Linked DNA regions of Sus scrofa: region 1 is linked to region 2. The links are chromatin contacts, called in public HiChIP or PLAC-seq maps. All regions are on one chromosome and are shown on one strand. Each heading gives the region's core, a stretch centred on a gene start, on an enhancer-like site or on the middle of the called end of the contact. The rest is flanking DNA. Distances are from core to core; before and after follow the strand shown. Region 1 has its middle 220 kb from the start of TPCN2. Region 2 overlaps LOC106509289 (a long non-coding RNA gene).

Region 1 (7,029 bases), core at 4,343-6,842, 100 kb after region 2:
ACACAAACCCTGGATTCCTGGGCCAGGAATCTCACACCTCTGTTTGTTGTTGTTGTTGTTGTTGTTCCTGCCAGAAGTTTTCGGGCCAGAGATCGAACCTACGCCCAGCAGCAACCTCAGTCATGGCAGTGACAATGCCAGGTCCTTAACCTGCTTGGCCACCAGGGAACTCCTCGGGCCTCTTCTTTGTCTTCTATCCACCTAACCCCCATCTTCCAGGAGTATAACAGGCAGGCTTTTTTTGTGGGAGACAAACACCAAAGAACGTTCTCCTGCAAGGAGATACCTGGAGATTCCTACAAAAGATACATCAAATCTCATCCAAGAAGCCCATGGTTCATGCCAACCCACCAAGTCAATCAGGAATCGGCAGGACTGTAATTTCTATCAGACTATAATTAGTTGAATTTCCTTTTGTAATCTTGGAAATGTGCAGCCTGTCATTGGAGCCGTGGATAATGACCGGCCACCTCACGTACAAACGGTTAGGAGTAAAAACGTCCTACGACGCCCTTTGATGCTTAAAGAGGAATCATGAATGCGAAGACACGAAAAAATTAGTGGAATTTCAAATACAAAACAATTGTAGCCTTGTTAGGATCCAGGGTTTTCAGGAGGGAGGGACGTGGGCAGGGCTGTTAAGCCAGGATGGCGTGCTGGCCATGGCCGCCCCCTCCTTGGGCAAGATCTGCAGAGCGGGGACGAGGGGTGGGGTGGGTGTTTCTCCAGGGCTGACGCAGTGCCGGGACACTGAACGCATGCAGGAAATATGTGAGGAACGAACAAACGATCCAAGTGAATGAATGAATGAATGGCTGGAGAGAGGTGAGGGGAGCAGGTGGGCCGCGTCCCTCCCCTCGGCCCAGTGAAATCCACTCTGCTGGGGAAGCCCTGTGTTCCCAGGTCCCCAGATCTCGAGGTGGCAGATCCAGGGCCTCCCGGAGGCCAGGACTTGCCCCACCCATCCGCAGGCACCTGGCCAGGGAGAGTCAGAGAGTTCCGCGGCCAAAGTGGGGCTCAGGGGGTGTCCGCCCCCTTCCTGAGAAGTCACACTGTCTGGTCCTCTCTCCCTGCCAGGGTTCCAGGGACCAAGCCCTTGGTCCAGCCAGCCAGGGCAGGCCAAGTGCCCTCCACACCCTTGGCAGCTGCCCGAGGAGATTCGAGGGAGGTGGCCCTCGGGGTGAAACAGCGCATGAATGAAGGAATGTGTGGCAGGAAGTGACAGCGGTGACTCAGGGTTACTCAGCCTGGAGGCGGCCAGGGGTTTGCGAATGGCCGTCTGTGGCCACAGCAGCCCCTCAGCCTCCCACCTTGGGCAGAGGCCCGTTCTCCTCTCCCAGGGCCTGTCCCTCCTCTGGCTTTGTGCCCAGATGCCTGGAGAACGCGGGGAGGAGGGCACGTGGCAGGTGCTTGGACCGAGTCCGGGAAAGGAGCAGGAGGGGAGAGGGGCCGAGCCGCTGCCTTTTCCTCCCAGAGGACCCAGGAGGCTCCTCAGAAGCCCATCTCATCCAGCATCTTTGCTCCACAGGCAGGGAAAGCAAGACCTAGAGGGGAGGCGACCAGCCAAGGAGCCCATGAAGCTAAGTCAGGAAGAGGGGGTCTAATCCCCCTGGTCCCAGCTTGGATCATTGATCCCCAGGCTGCTGCCCAAGTGGTAGAGACCGTGGGCACCATGCATGCATGCCCGCACTCCATCAGGGAGGTCCACCGAGGTCTCAGCTAGAATCGTCTCCCATGGACACATTCCCTCTTTGAGGTGGACTCATGCTTAGTCCACTGTCTACCAAGCCACCAATCCATGCATTCACCATCTGTGACCCCTTCGTTGTGGACTGGCTGCATCCTCAGCATCCCTTTGGGACCACACACACACACACACATCCTATGTTCATTTACACCCCATTCTCCACAGTTGTCCATCCACCCATCATCCATCCAAGGTTTGTCCTTCACCCACCCATTCATCCATTACCCATCCACCCATCCATCCATCCACACTGTCATCCGTCCATCCATCCATCCGTCCATCCGTCCATCCACCCATCCTTCACTGAACCAAGCTTGGTAAGCCTTAACAGCACGGCTAGTCTTGTGCTTTTCCTCTACAGCCTACTCTTCCATGGCCCTCTCCCTCCTCTCCAGCCACCAAACCCCGTCCATCCCAGTAGCCTCTGTAGCTCAGGTCATGGCCCGTGACCTTCAGGAGCTGGGATCTGGACCCAGAAAGCTCTAGACCAGGCAAAATGTCCTCTGCCTCCCTCCTTGCTGGCTGTGGAGCTTGGTCTTCTGCCTGCTGTCTGTCATCCCTCACCTGGTTGGGAGGAGAGGTCCCCAACCCCCACTCCCCTGCCATCTTGCAGGGACAGCAGGCTCCGTGCCTTCGGGCAGCAGAAGGATGAGCAACGCTTGCTGCTTCCTGTCTGGCCCCAGCCTGCCCCTCCCCGTGAGCCTGGGTACCGTCTGCAGTCCTTGGCTGCAGGGCCTAATTAATTCTGGACTGGCCGGTGCTTTGAGATCGCTGGATAAGAGGGAATTCCAGAGGAGCAGCTCAGCCTCCTAAAGCTGTGATTGGTTGTGTTTTCCATAATCATAATAAGATCTTACAGCTTTTGCATCTCAAAATGCTTCTCTCCTATGATTGGATGTAGTGCCTCTAGCCACCACGAATTGGAGGGGACGGTCAGGAGGGCGGTTGAGAGGCCCCTGGACCACCCCGCCCTGTGCCACCCTGGGCAGGACTGTCCTCCAGAGCCCTCAGTCTCCTCCCACCTGGTGGGGGAGGGGCGGGGGGGCATGAGGTCAACATGACACCTTTTGCTGAAGAACCCACCATGGTGCCCCGGGGGTTTGTTGCAGGAGGCGTGGCCAGTGGGGGGAGACCGGCAGAACGGATGGGGTTCCCCCCCCTGCCACTGAGAAACCCATCCCTGCAAGAGGTCCAGAGAGGCCCCAGACATGGGGCCCCGGCACCCCCCTCCTCGGGCCACACCCTACGAGTCCCTTCTCAGAGTCTGCCAACCTCTTTTATTTTACCTGCTATGTTATCATTCTCCGTTATTAACTGGGAGACCCAAGCAAGGTAGCCAATATCTCTGCAAGTAATAAACGGCCGCAACTGACAGGTGGGGCTCACAACTCAGTACGGTACCCGCGTGGCCAAGCCAGGGCAGGGACCAACGCCACTGGCCAGTGGACGGCCGCTCTGGGCATCCACAGTCAGGGGAGCCGCGGACAAGAGAGCTGCTGCGAGTCTCTAGGGAGATTTCTAGGGACACCGATTTGCTCTGGGGAGAGGCCCCAGGCCCTGGGAGGCGGGAGCGGGCTGGCTGTGCTCTCGCTCCACCGGCCCGTCTCTTTGGTTTCAGGCTCAGGGCTGAGGCCTGCCCTGTTTCCACCTGCCTCATCTCTTCCCAGACCAGCTGAGGTGCCAGCCCTTAGATTTCCCTTGTGTCCCCGGCATCCTTCTGGGGCAGCCCCACGACTCGGGCAAGGCCTTGGCGGAAGGCCTCCGGGGCCAGGCCCCCTGCCCGGGCAGCCAGCCCCTGCCCCCTCCCCTGCTCCAGGACGCACCCAGAAGCCAGCTCCCAAAGCAAACCAAGCCCACCAGGACTCCTCGCCGTCTTTGGGAAACGTCTGAGCTGCTGGGTTTGGCTTTCCGGCTCAGCAGGGCCCCTGCCTCCCTCTCGGCCTCAGCCTCCCCATGCTGGGCCTCACCCTGAAGCCCAGTCTCTCCCCAGCTGCCCGGAAGCCTCTCCCGGCCTCCACGACATGCTGGGGGCCTCTCCCTCCCAAGCCTTTGCTCGTCCCCAGCCGCCTGCCTGAGGCCACCACCTCTCCCAACCCCTACCCCCTGGCTAGTCTCTCTTCACCCTCGGGGGTCTGCCCAGCAGCCCCTCCTCCTGGAAAGCTGCTCTGATCCCCTGACCCGGCCACCCCTCCTCTCCATGTCTCCTGCTAAGGCACTGCCCACCCTGTGTTCTCACCATCTGGCTGCCTGTGTCTGCCTCTGCCGTCAGACTGGCGGCTCAGGTGAGCGGGACTGTGCCAAGTTGCCGATGTGCCAGGAGTGCCCAGGACCCGGGGTACCCCGGGTCCGGCTGATGCACGAAGAATGGGTGATGCTGGCAAGACCCCAGGGCTCCTGCTGGCCCTGGGAGGAGCGCGAGGCTGGGTTTGGGAGTCCGGGCCCTCATTGCATCCTTTTCTTTGGCCCTTCGTCTTCCCTTGTCCTTCGGTCCATCCCAGCCGAGGAGGCGGGAACCCCGAGGGGCAGGAGACCATCAGACGGGAGGCAGGTGCCCGCCTGAGGAGCACCGAGGCCTCTGTCACCGGTCCCGACCTCGCGTCTCTGCCCCAGCCTCCAGGGACAGTGAACCCGGAGGCAGGAAGGAGGGGCCCAGAGGGACTCAGGCCACATGGATGCACGACCTCGGGGCCCTTAAAGCCCCACGAGCACCCCGCCCCCTGCAAACCTGCAAACGCCACGGGAGCTGGGAGGACACGGGAAGCAGGAGCAGGTCCTGTTTTGTGAATGAAACCAAGGCCTGGCTCCCTCTTGTCACCCAGGCCCTGCCGGCCTTGCCTGACCACTCTGTAACCTCAGCAGGAGCGCTGACCAGAAGGGGAACTTCAAAACCCAAGTGTGAGTCAGACGGAGGAAAAAAGAAGGAAATTCTTCTGCGCTCCCTCCCCTCCCCCGCCCCACAAGGACTCATGCTGAGACCAGCCCCGGGGGGTGGGGGGAGAAGGGGTTCGAATTACAGGCCCTGACCCAGCAGGAGCCCCCTGACCCGGGATCACGCACTGGTCACCTCGCCTGGGCCCTGGTCCCCTCTGCAGCGAACAGCCACCCCACTCTCGACAAGGGGACGGCTACGGAGGACCCTTCGGCCACTCTCTTCCAAGAACCACACTGAGCACCCACTGTGTGCCGGGGCCCGTGTTGTGTCCCTGTGTGTCTGTCCCTGCGGACTGCCTCGGGTGGCGGGAGCCAGTGAATACGCACGAGCAAGTTGAACAGACTGATGGGTTAGAGATCCAGCCAGTGGCTGTGACAGGGCCTGGCAGGGCACCAGGGGAGTGGGGGGGGGGACACGGGACAGGAAGGTGCCCTCAAGGAGAACCACAGAGCAGCCGGGCCAAGCATGCCAGGGGGCGGAGGGGCTGCCCCACCCAGGAGGCAGGGCACGATGTATGGGGAGTGTGGGGAGAAGCAGGCAGGCTGGAGAGGGAGGTTTGCGAAGCTGCGTTGGCCTCCTGGGCCAGAGTGGGGTTCTCGGCAAGAAGCGAGGGCGCCCAGTGCCCCGGGGGTTCCCGCCCCGCAGATGGTCACCTCTGGGGAGAGACCACAGCCCCCCTCGCCCGGAGCAGGCAGGAAACCCCCTCCCCCGGGGAGGGAAGGCGGAGGGATGCAGGGCCCGCTGGCCCAGCTCCGGAGCCGGCTGCCTGCCAGACCCCCAAGCTTCCTCCTGGGCCCCGTCCGCTTCCCCCTGCTCACCCGCCCAGAGGCATCGGCTCTGCTGTCCCTTTAAAGGGGCCTGAGTCAGAAAGTTAAGAATGAAACTGACTCATGGTGGAACCGGTGGTCACCGGGCTGGCCGGGTGCCAGGGCTGCGGCGGCAGAGGAAGCCGGGTGACCGCAGCTGCCTGTGTGCGCTCTGCTGAGAAGGGCAGAAACCACAAAACCCCATTTGAAATTCCACCGTGCAGCCCGGCTTGTGTAATGAGGTTACCCCTCATAATGGGAGCATTCAGGGCCCCGCGTGGGCCTGTGGGGCTGGGGGCTGCCCCCCCAGGGCCAGCTGATGATGACGTCATCTTCCATTAAGAGTTTCTCCGCACCCCGCCCTACCCCATTAAGGAATTAAAAAAAAAAAAAAAATGCACCAGGAAACTAAAGTGAGAGCCAGAACGGAAGTCTTGGTTTTATTTATAGTTGATAACTTATGTCCGGCCTGCTCCACGGGAGGCCCAGCAGAGAGGATAAAGCCCAAAGGAGGGGCTGACAAAAATGCCCCAGGCCCTAGGCTAATGTGGCACCGAAGAACAAGGCTAAAGCTCCATTCTGAGCTCCCTAGTGGCCAAAATAAAGAGGGCATGACACCACGGAAAACTGGGATCCTTGGAACCTGGATTCAGATCCCAGCTCTGCCACAGATGAGCTGTGAGACCACAGACAGAATCTGCTTTCTCACCTGAAAACAGACAGAAAAAAGGCTGAATTGGTTTGGAGGCCCAGGCAAGGCACCCAGTGCTGCCAGGATGCATTTTAGAGGTTCTGCTGGTCCAGGACCTACAAGACAGCACAGTTGCCCCTGCCCCTGCACCTCTGTGCATGGCAGACATCACTAATGGATTGCAGCACACTTTCTCCAAGCCAGATCCTGCCTCAGAACCCCATGGCACACACTTCTCCAGGGGACCACCACCAAAATGCCAGAGTCGGCCTGGGGACCAACCTGCTTGTCATCCTGCCTGTAAGCAGCTTACGAGAGCCTAGGAGGGCCTGGTCACCCTGATAGTCCCAAGACCTGGCTGGTGCCCTCACACGGTGAGCACGCAATAAAAAAAAAATTACACAGTAAAAGAGGGAGGGAGGAGTTCCCTGGTGGCCTAGCAGTTGAGGATCTGGCTTTGTCACTGCTGTGGCTCCATCACAGGCCCGGGAACTTCTACATGCAGCAGGTGCATCCAAAAAAAAAAAAAAAAAAACTGAAGGAGGAAGAGGAGCTTCTATTGTGGCTCAGAGGGTTAAGGACCCAACATAGTGTCCATGAGGATGCAGGTTCACTTCCTGGCCTCACTCAGTGGGTTAAGAATCTGGCATCACTGCAAGCTGCCGTGTAGGTCACAGATGCAGCTCGGATCTGACGTGGCTGTGGCTGTGGTGTAGGCCGGCAGCTGCAGCTCCCATTCAGCCCCTAGCCTGGGATGAGGCTGAAAAAATAAAAAGGAGGAAGGGGAGAGATGGAAGAAAGGAGGGGGAGCAGAGCAGGGGGGACAGAGGAGGGAAGGCAGCAGGGTCCTGGA
Region 2 (7,526 bases), core at 750-3,249:
CATTGGGACGGAGGGGTTGCGTAGGTGATGAGCAGGCAGCAACATTGACGGTGACACAGAAAATGTCTTCGAAATCCCCTTTGAATGGCTCCCTTTCCCTCCGAACTGCCCCCTCCCATGGAAAAGCCCCAGTCCTCTCCCTGCCCCCACCCTGCCCCCCAAGCCCTGCCAGCTTCAGTTCAGCCTTGATGTCCACTTTCCTTCCCAGCCACCTCGAAGGGGCCGGCCCGGGTCTGGCACGTGGCAGCACTTTATACACCCCGTGCCTGTTATCATTTGTTGTTGGGGTTGTGGTCTGAGGCTGGCTGGGGCTGGGGGCTTGCAGACAAGGCCGGTCAGCCCTCCACCGAGAGGAGCCTGCGGTCCGCGTTGGGCACGGGGGCCTCTGGGGTGTGGGCAGAGCACCGTCGCCTGGGCCTCTTCTGCAGCCGTATAGGCGGGGGCTCTGCAGACCTGCCGCTGCGCAGGGTGGGCCAGCTCCCTGCCGGCTTGAGAAACAGGCTTCCTGGACGGCGGGCTGAGCTGCAGCCATCAGAGGGGTTCAAAAGGTCTTTGTGTTTGTCTTTTCTTAAAAAAAAAAAAAGGAATAGGAAAAGCCTTAAAACTATACAGTTAAACCAGTGCGGTGCCACCTGGCTCCCTCCTCCCCCTCCCCTCCCTCCCCCTCCCCTCCCTCCTCCTCCCCTCCCTCCCCCTCCCCTCCCTCCTCCTCCCCTCCCTCCCTCCTTCCTTCCTTCTTTCTTTCTTCCTCATTTGCCTCCCACTGGGCTATAGGTGTGGGGCTTCTGGGCTCCCCCCGCCGCCGAGCAGCCCTGGGTCATAGCAAGCCTCCGCTCCCGGTGACACAGCCCCCTCCCACTCCTGAGTGAGCTGGGCTCCAGCCTGGACGAAGGTGCCCTGGCTGGTATCAGGAGCCCCAGCCGGGCGGGCAGCCTCTTCCTCCCGGAGGCCAGGGGGTGCCGCCCCGGCCAGCCCTGCTCAGCGGTCTTCAGAAGCGCTGATGGGGGCCTCCCGGCGACACCGTTTCCCCCCAAAGGACGAGTGACGACCCTGCTTCCGTTATCCACCTCTGCCTCACGTCCTGACACACTGCCCAGCCCCAAACAAAACTTGTCTTATATCTGGTTTCATCTCGGGCCCAGAGAGGCCTGTCAGCTCCCGGCATCAGCAGATCCTTCAGGAAATCGCCCATTGTGGCTAAAAATCGCCCTCCGAGGCCTGTGCAGAGTCGCAGGAAGCAGCGTCCGGGATGCCTGGCTGCGGGCTGCACACCCCCAGCTCTGACCGGAGGGCTCGCATTTCCAGGAGGCGGTGCGGCTCTAAACGGCCTTCCACTGGGCTTCTATCTTGTGCTCTGCACCACTCGGCCCCACGGGGCCCCGAGGATGAGTCCCTGAGCTCGTCCCCAGGCTGGCCCCCGGGCTTGTCCTGGCCAGCTCCCGCTGATGCCCCCCTGAGGGCCGAAGGTTTGCAGGGCAGACGGGCACCCCCAGGCCTGAGAGGGTTCAGGAGTTAAAAAGAGACGAAACTGGACACTTGACGGAGCGAGGGGGCCTCACAACCGCCCAGAGCAGACGTGGGACCGAAACCCGCCACTTGCCAGGGAAGAGGCCCCAGCGGAGGTGGGAGGTGGGAGGTGGGAGGTGGGGAAGGATGGGCTCCTGGGGCCCCACTGGCCCCGCTTCAAACATTCTGCCTGCTCACCTGCCCCTCCGCCCGCAGCGGCGCCCTGCGTCTTGGAGCGAAAAAAATAAATACATGAGACCAAAAAAAGGATCCTATCGGATGCCAAAAATGAAGATAACACGGGAGGAAGTTTATTTTGATGAGGAAATCCCTAAATGCTGCTGAAACTATGCTTGGAATTGCTAATTAGCGCTTGGGGGGCTTTGAAGGAAGCGCGGGTCCCCGTGGGGGCTCCTCCCCTGCCAGGCTCCCCTGCTCTTATCACTTATCTGCAGGAAACGGGCTGGGGCTTCTGAATCCGCAGGGCGCTGCCGGGAGCGGCGGGCTGTGACTCATGCCCCGGGCAGCTGGACAATTCTTGCAGAGGGGCTGGCCTTCCCAGGACAGCAGCCCAGGCTCCGAGCCTGGGCTGGGGGTCCACAGGCTCCCAGAACGTGGAGAAAGTTCTGGTCTGGAAGGTTCACCTGGGTCATGGCAGAGGGAGCTCACCCGGGGGCGCCCACCTGCCAGTCTCCACGCGTCCAGATTCTGTCCTGACTCAAGCCCCCCAAACACGCACTGTTCACCCAGAGCAGCGACAGGAGCCACGAGGAAGCGATGGCCAGGTGTCACCCCAGGGCCCCAGGCCTCTTGGCTGTGGCCTGGCCCAGGGGCGTGGGGCCAGCTGGAGTTTCCAGGTGCTCCGTCCGCCTTGGAAACATACATTTTCCTGCAGGGCCTGCGGCAGAGGCCTGGATACAGGAAGGAAGGCCTATTTTGGGAGGCAAGCCCTAGGAGCTGGGGCTCAGGTGACCCCATCCTGCCTTGCCCCCTGACTCAGGCAGGAAAAGCTGTCGGAAACGCTTGCTGGAGGCTTGCAGGACTCAGCCTCCTCTGGCAGGCGGGGCTGGGAGCAGAGAGGTCGCCCCTGCACCGGGCAGGCCTGGGAAGCAGAGGCCAGGCTGTCCCCGTGGCCAGATCACAGGCCGTGCACTCGCTCAGGCCTCGGGGCCTCTCCTCTGCTGCTGCCAATGGATGCGGTCGACGGGACCCCTTGCAGCGGAGATTTCTGCTGACCTGAGCGAGTCGCATGACAGCCCCCCTCTTCCTGTAGGTGACAGGCCCCATTTGAAGGATGGATGGCCCATCTCTTCAGGTCCAGAGTGACACCCAGGGCTCAGAGCCGTGGCCCAGGGCTTTCAGAGCCTAAGAAAAGGAAACGGAGACAGTCAGCTTTGCTTCTGAGTGGGCGCTCGCCCGGTCCAAGCCCTTCCCAGCACAGCTGCCACCCACGCTGGCCACGGAGCCACCTTCCTGCAGCCCTGGTGTCTGCACTCCGGCCCGCAGCTGGTGCATGCTGCCCATCTGCATTAGGCTGCATTTTGATGCCATCATTCCAGAAAAGAGGCAGCATCTGTTGTCCTGACCATTCTCTCGCTTGGGGTGCCTCCACCCGCCCCCAAACGTCAGAAGCCGAAGAGATGGGGTTGCCATGGGGGATGGAAGCCGCGAGACCACGAGGGCCGGGACAGGATGAGGAAAGATTTTCACTTCCCTGTGGCCCGGGATCTATGTTTAGAATCTCCACTTCTCCTGGCAGAGACTTTCCCCTTTATAAGAGCTTCCTCCCGCAAGAAGGGCTGCCACAGGCCCCTCAGGTCCTGCTTTTGTGCTTGTCCCACCCGCTCCCAAGCCCAGCTCTCCCTCTTAAAGGGGAAATCTCTTCAAACTCCAAAAGGCGTCTTTATCATTTTCCTCCGTTTTGAACCAGAAGTTGGTTTTCCCAAGATTCCATCCATGGGGCCATCGAGAAGCTGTTTCGGCAGCTCCCGCAGAGACGCCTAGAAGAGCTTGCAGAACCAGAGGATTCTCCCTTGGAGGCAAAGGAAGGGACTCCTCCAGACCCCGCAGAGGGCCTGCTGCTCTCCCGAGGGAATTGCATTGCAGATGGCCAGGCTGGGCTGGGGAAGAGATGTGGCCTGGCGTGGAGTCGCCCGCACACATGAGCCGCCTGGCGCTGGCCTCTCTGAGCTGCCGCCATGCTTCAGAGGCAGGTGCCGGGCGTGATGGGGGCTGGGATGGGCTCACCCCTCGGACAGCAGACTCAGAGTCAGGTAGGTGGAGGGAGCCGCTCCTGGTAAGGGCATTACTCCCACCAGGCGGCCCTGCCCTCAGGACCTCATCTAACCCCACTGCCTCCCCTAGGCTCCGCCTCCTGATGCTGTCACCTTGGGGGAAGGGCTTCAACGTATGACGTTGCCGGGACACAAACACGTGGGTCATGTGCTGCGGAAATGGAATCCGTGTCCCTTGCCTGCAAAAGTGGGGCCCATGGCGGGGGTGCTGCTCCCAGGCCTGAGAGGATCCAGAAAAGATGCCCCCTTTTCACGGGTGGGGAGTGGAAGGCTAGAGACCGGAAGGATATGGCAAGAGTTGGCAGGTGGCAGAGGACGGGACCAGAAGTGAGGTCTCCCCGTCTGAGAGATCAGATGAACGATTCCAGCCGCCTGCTTTCTGGGCAAATGATAGGGTTGTTCTCACCTGGAGGTCAGGTGTGGCTGAGGGACTTGCCTGGCCAATGAAATACGAGCAGAAGTTTTAAGAACCAGCACACGAATCTGGTCTCGGAGATGGCCGAAGTGTCTCGGAGATGGCTCTCCATCCCTGGGGTCCCTGGAGCGTGCGCTATGCAGACCCCACTCCACCTTAGAGGTGGAGCATAGGTGGGAAACATGTCTTTGTTGGTTTAAGCCAAGAATCAGAAAACTACAGTTCCCAGGCTAAATCTGGGCTCACCCTCTGTTTGGGCAAATCAAGTTTTAGGGGAACACATTTCTGTTCTGTCTGAGCTGCTTTTGTGCTACAATCATTGTGGAGGAGTTGCAAGAGCATGGCCCACAAAGCCTAAAATATTTACTCTCTGACCCGTTACAGAAACCTACTACTGATGCTGATTTCAGTCATTGACATCCAGGGCCTGTTTGTTACTGCAGCAGGACCTAGCCCATTCTGACCAATACATTTTCTGGCGATGCTCATAACGCCCGAATGCCACGGCACATGCTGTAGTACTTTAACATACCCGATATCTGCATGGCTGTTAAGGTTTTTTTCAGGCCCGTTTCCACTGGTTGGATAGCAAGTGTCCACTGGAGTCCCCATTTGGCTCATGACTAAGAAAGACCAAGGGAGGGAAGTGACCAGGCCGAAGTCGCCCAGGGCTTAACCAGACCTCTGACCCCACATGGCAATGGATCACTGAGACTTTGTGTTTGATCTGCATTGCCAAAGCCAGGACAAGAGGCAGATTAGGAAACCCACAGGCCTCTCTACCCCAACACCTGTAGTTTAAGGAAACAGATGAAAAGGGAAGGCCCTTCAGCCCAGAGCAGAAGTGAGAAGTGGCGAAATCTGGCTTCCCCAGTCGGCCCAGCTCCTCTTCCGCTTCCTTTATTTGCTCTCAGTGGCCTCCACCTCCCAGGCTCACGTGGCCTCTGGAAGGACCAGCCTCGGAGGACAATCATCACCCCACCTGTCCCCAGGCCTTGGTCTCCCCATGCCTCTGCGTGCACCCCCCTCTTGCTGCATGGGTGCTGCAGAGCCAAACGTGATGGGCTCTGGGGGTGGGGGGGCGGGCTGGGCGGGGGCTTTCTCTGCCCATCCCAAACAGGGAAGCCACTGGGGTACAATCTGGGGTGCTGCCAGGGGGAGGGGCGCTGGCCATCTAGAAAGGCCTGTGAGAGGCCCGCCCTGAGTCTGCTCTGCGGTCCTGGTTTCTTTGGCCCCTTTCCCTGATTTCATGCCTCACATTCCCCAGCCTGGTCCTGACAGGCCCGACGCGGGGACTCCTCTCCGCCTGGGAAGGTGGCTGGAAGTTTGAACAGCTGCAGAACCTGCCTGCCTGCTATCTCAAGCTACATACCGTTTTTTTTTTTTTTTTTTTTTTTGACCAAGCTCTTAGGCTTACGTAACACACTTGGAAGTCAAGAAGCCAAGATTCATTATCAAGAGCCCAGGAGGGGTTTGCGAAACACTTGCTGTGAAGAAATCTTTCCATTGAGAAAAATTCCCCTCGTGCGCCTGCCCCCAGTGGCTCCAGCGCATCGTTGGGGGTGTGAGCGGCTGGAGAAGGGGTGTCCCCAGGGCTCCAGAGCCCACTGCTTGCGCTGGGTCTCCATTCTGGCTTCCAAATGGAACTTCACCCCTGTCTTGGCCCTCTTAGCTGGCCACTGCTGAGTTCATCCCAACAGCGGGTGTCGGCGACTGAGTGCCACACCCCTGACCTGCTTATTTTCCTGGACGCTCACAGTGGCAAGGGCTGGGGGTTCTTATGCCCATTTTACAGAGGAGAACATTGAGGCTCAGAGAGGAGGCCACGTGGTAGATCAGGGCACATCGGGTGCAAAACCTGACATCATTCCTCCTCCTGACTGCTCAAGGGCAGCTCCCCAAATATAGCTCAACCTGTGAGAGTGCTGTTTAAGCCACTGGCTGTATCGCAAGAGGAAACCAGGGATTCATCCTGCAGGAAGATGAGGCCAGCATTCCACTTGGCCGTTTCCCTTTTAAGAGACCAGATGTGTGGCGTTCTGGGCCTCTCCCTGGCCACGCTGTCATCTGGGGCCCTTGGAATCTGAAGGGCCAGGCCTGCGGGGACCACAACCAGGCCGTCAACAGCCCTTTTAGAAGCATCCTTGCTGGAGCCGGGGCTGCGAAACCCACCCGCCATCTCACATAAGTACACCTTTCACTCTGTCTCTGGAAACCGGATCCCATGTAGATCCAAGAAGATGAAATTGTGTGGGTCTGGGCCACAGCTACAGATTCAGACTGTGCAGACGGGGGGCCCCAGCCGCAGAGGAAACTCAATGAATTTGTCAGGGAACTGAAAACAGATGATTTCAATCAGCAGGGGGAAAAAAATGACTACATGGCCAGAGTTGACTGAAGGAGACAGCGTTTGGCTGCCAGGCCCTGCCCGGGAGGCACTTCCAGAAAGCCTGGCTGTTCCTGATCCTCTAACTGGGTCTCCCCTGCGAGGGGCCCGGGACGAGTCAGCGGCGGGAGGGCCAGGATGGAAGGCCCGGCGCCCTAATGAGGCCCCGCGATGCACACAGATAACCCTGCGCCGCTTCCCCGCCCGACTTCCTCTCCGCAACCGCTTTCATGAATGGCCAGCTTCCCAGACTGCGGATTGGCCGAGCTGCCGGCCCCGAGGCCCAATCAGCGGCCGCGGAGCGCCCTGGGCTCTGCGTGGGGCCTGGGTAGCCATGAATGGCGCGGCCACGCCTACCTTGCAGAGACCCCTCCCCCAGGGGATGAGGAGGAGGGGATTTTTTTTTCTTTCTTTCTTTTTTACTTCCTTAGACCGGTCAGGGTTCTGGTACACTGGTGTCATTCTCAGGCTTGGCTGAGGCTTCCGACAACAGCCCTTGGGCTTCCCTGCGTGGTCAGTTCTGCCCTTCAAGATCTTGTGACAGTGAAAGGGCCGGAGTGGTTAGAAACGCATGTCATTGCCTGTGGTGCGATCTGAGTCCAGCTCCAGGGAAAGCACTGCAGCCCTCCAGCGGGAGCAGGCAGGCTGCCAGGAGACAAAGGCAGGGGGCGGAGAGGTGGGACCCTTCCCCCCGCTAGCATAGGGGGCTCCTAACACGAGCGGATGCTGGGAGCTGCTGCAAACCAGAGGGCTTGGCCACGGTCCCCCCCCCACCTTGGTCCCTGACCTTATCAGAGCTGCATGTGAGGGGAACCCAGCCATGGGGCTGCATTTCCTGTTAAGTAGGAAAACTTGTTCTGTTTGCTGATGTTATAAAGCAGGCATGTGTTTACAAATGCTCTTTGGGGAGAGCGTGGTTAAGGGG

Evidence for each region. HiChIP or PLAC-seq counts read pairs in DNA pulled down with a chosen protein or histone mark.
Region 1: a contact with region 2 is called in an H3K27ac HiChIP or PLAC-seq map of skeletal muscle, with 6 times the contacts expected there. The contact joins two enhancer-like sites. A contact is called at or near these places in 8 of 47 Hi-C or Micro-C datasets (alveolar macrophages, embryonic fibroblasts, liver and 3 more) and 1 of 2 datasets of contacts at active chromatin or transcription factors (skeletal muscle).

What each region holds. Positions count from the first base shown.
Region 1 is chr2:3,881,594-3,888,622 of Sscrofa11.1, forward strand. No RefSeq gene overlaps it. Among named protein-coding and RNA genes, the nearest start is that of TPCN2, 220 kb to the right of the region's middle. Within about 2 kb of position 5,593, at least 51 of the 83 cell types and tissues checked have an H3K27ac peak or open chromatin away from gene starts, as enhancers often do. A contact at or near this core is called in liver, mesenteric adipose tissue, retroperitoneal adipose tissue and 1 more, where this site is marked.
Region 2 is chr2:3,780,657-3,788,182 of Sscrofa11.1, forward strand. LOC106509289 (a long non-coding RNA gene) reads right to left here. Exons shown (of 2, transcript XR_001306690.2): 1 at 2,976-7,526; 2 at 1,796-2,871. Among named protein-coding and RNA genes, the nearest start is that of CCND1, 150 kb to the left of the region's middle. Within about 2 kb of position 2,000, at least 27 of the 83 cell types and tissues checked have an H3K27ac peak or open chromatin away from gene starts, as enhancers often do. A contact at or near this core is called in liver, mesenteric adipose tissue, retroperitoneal adipose tissue and 1 more, where this site is marked.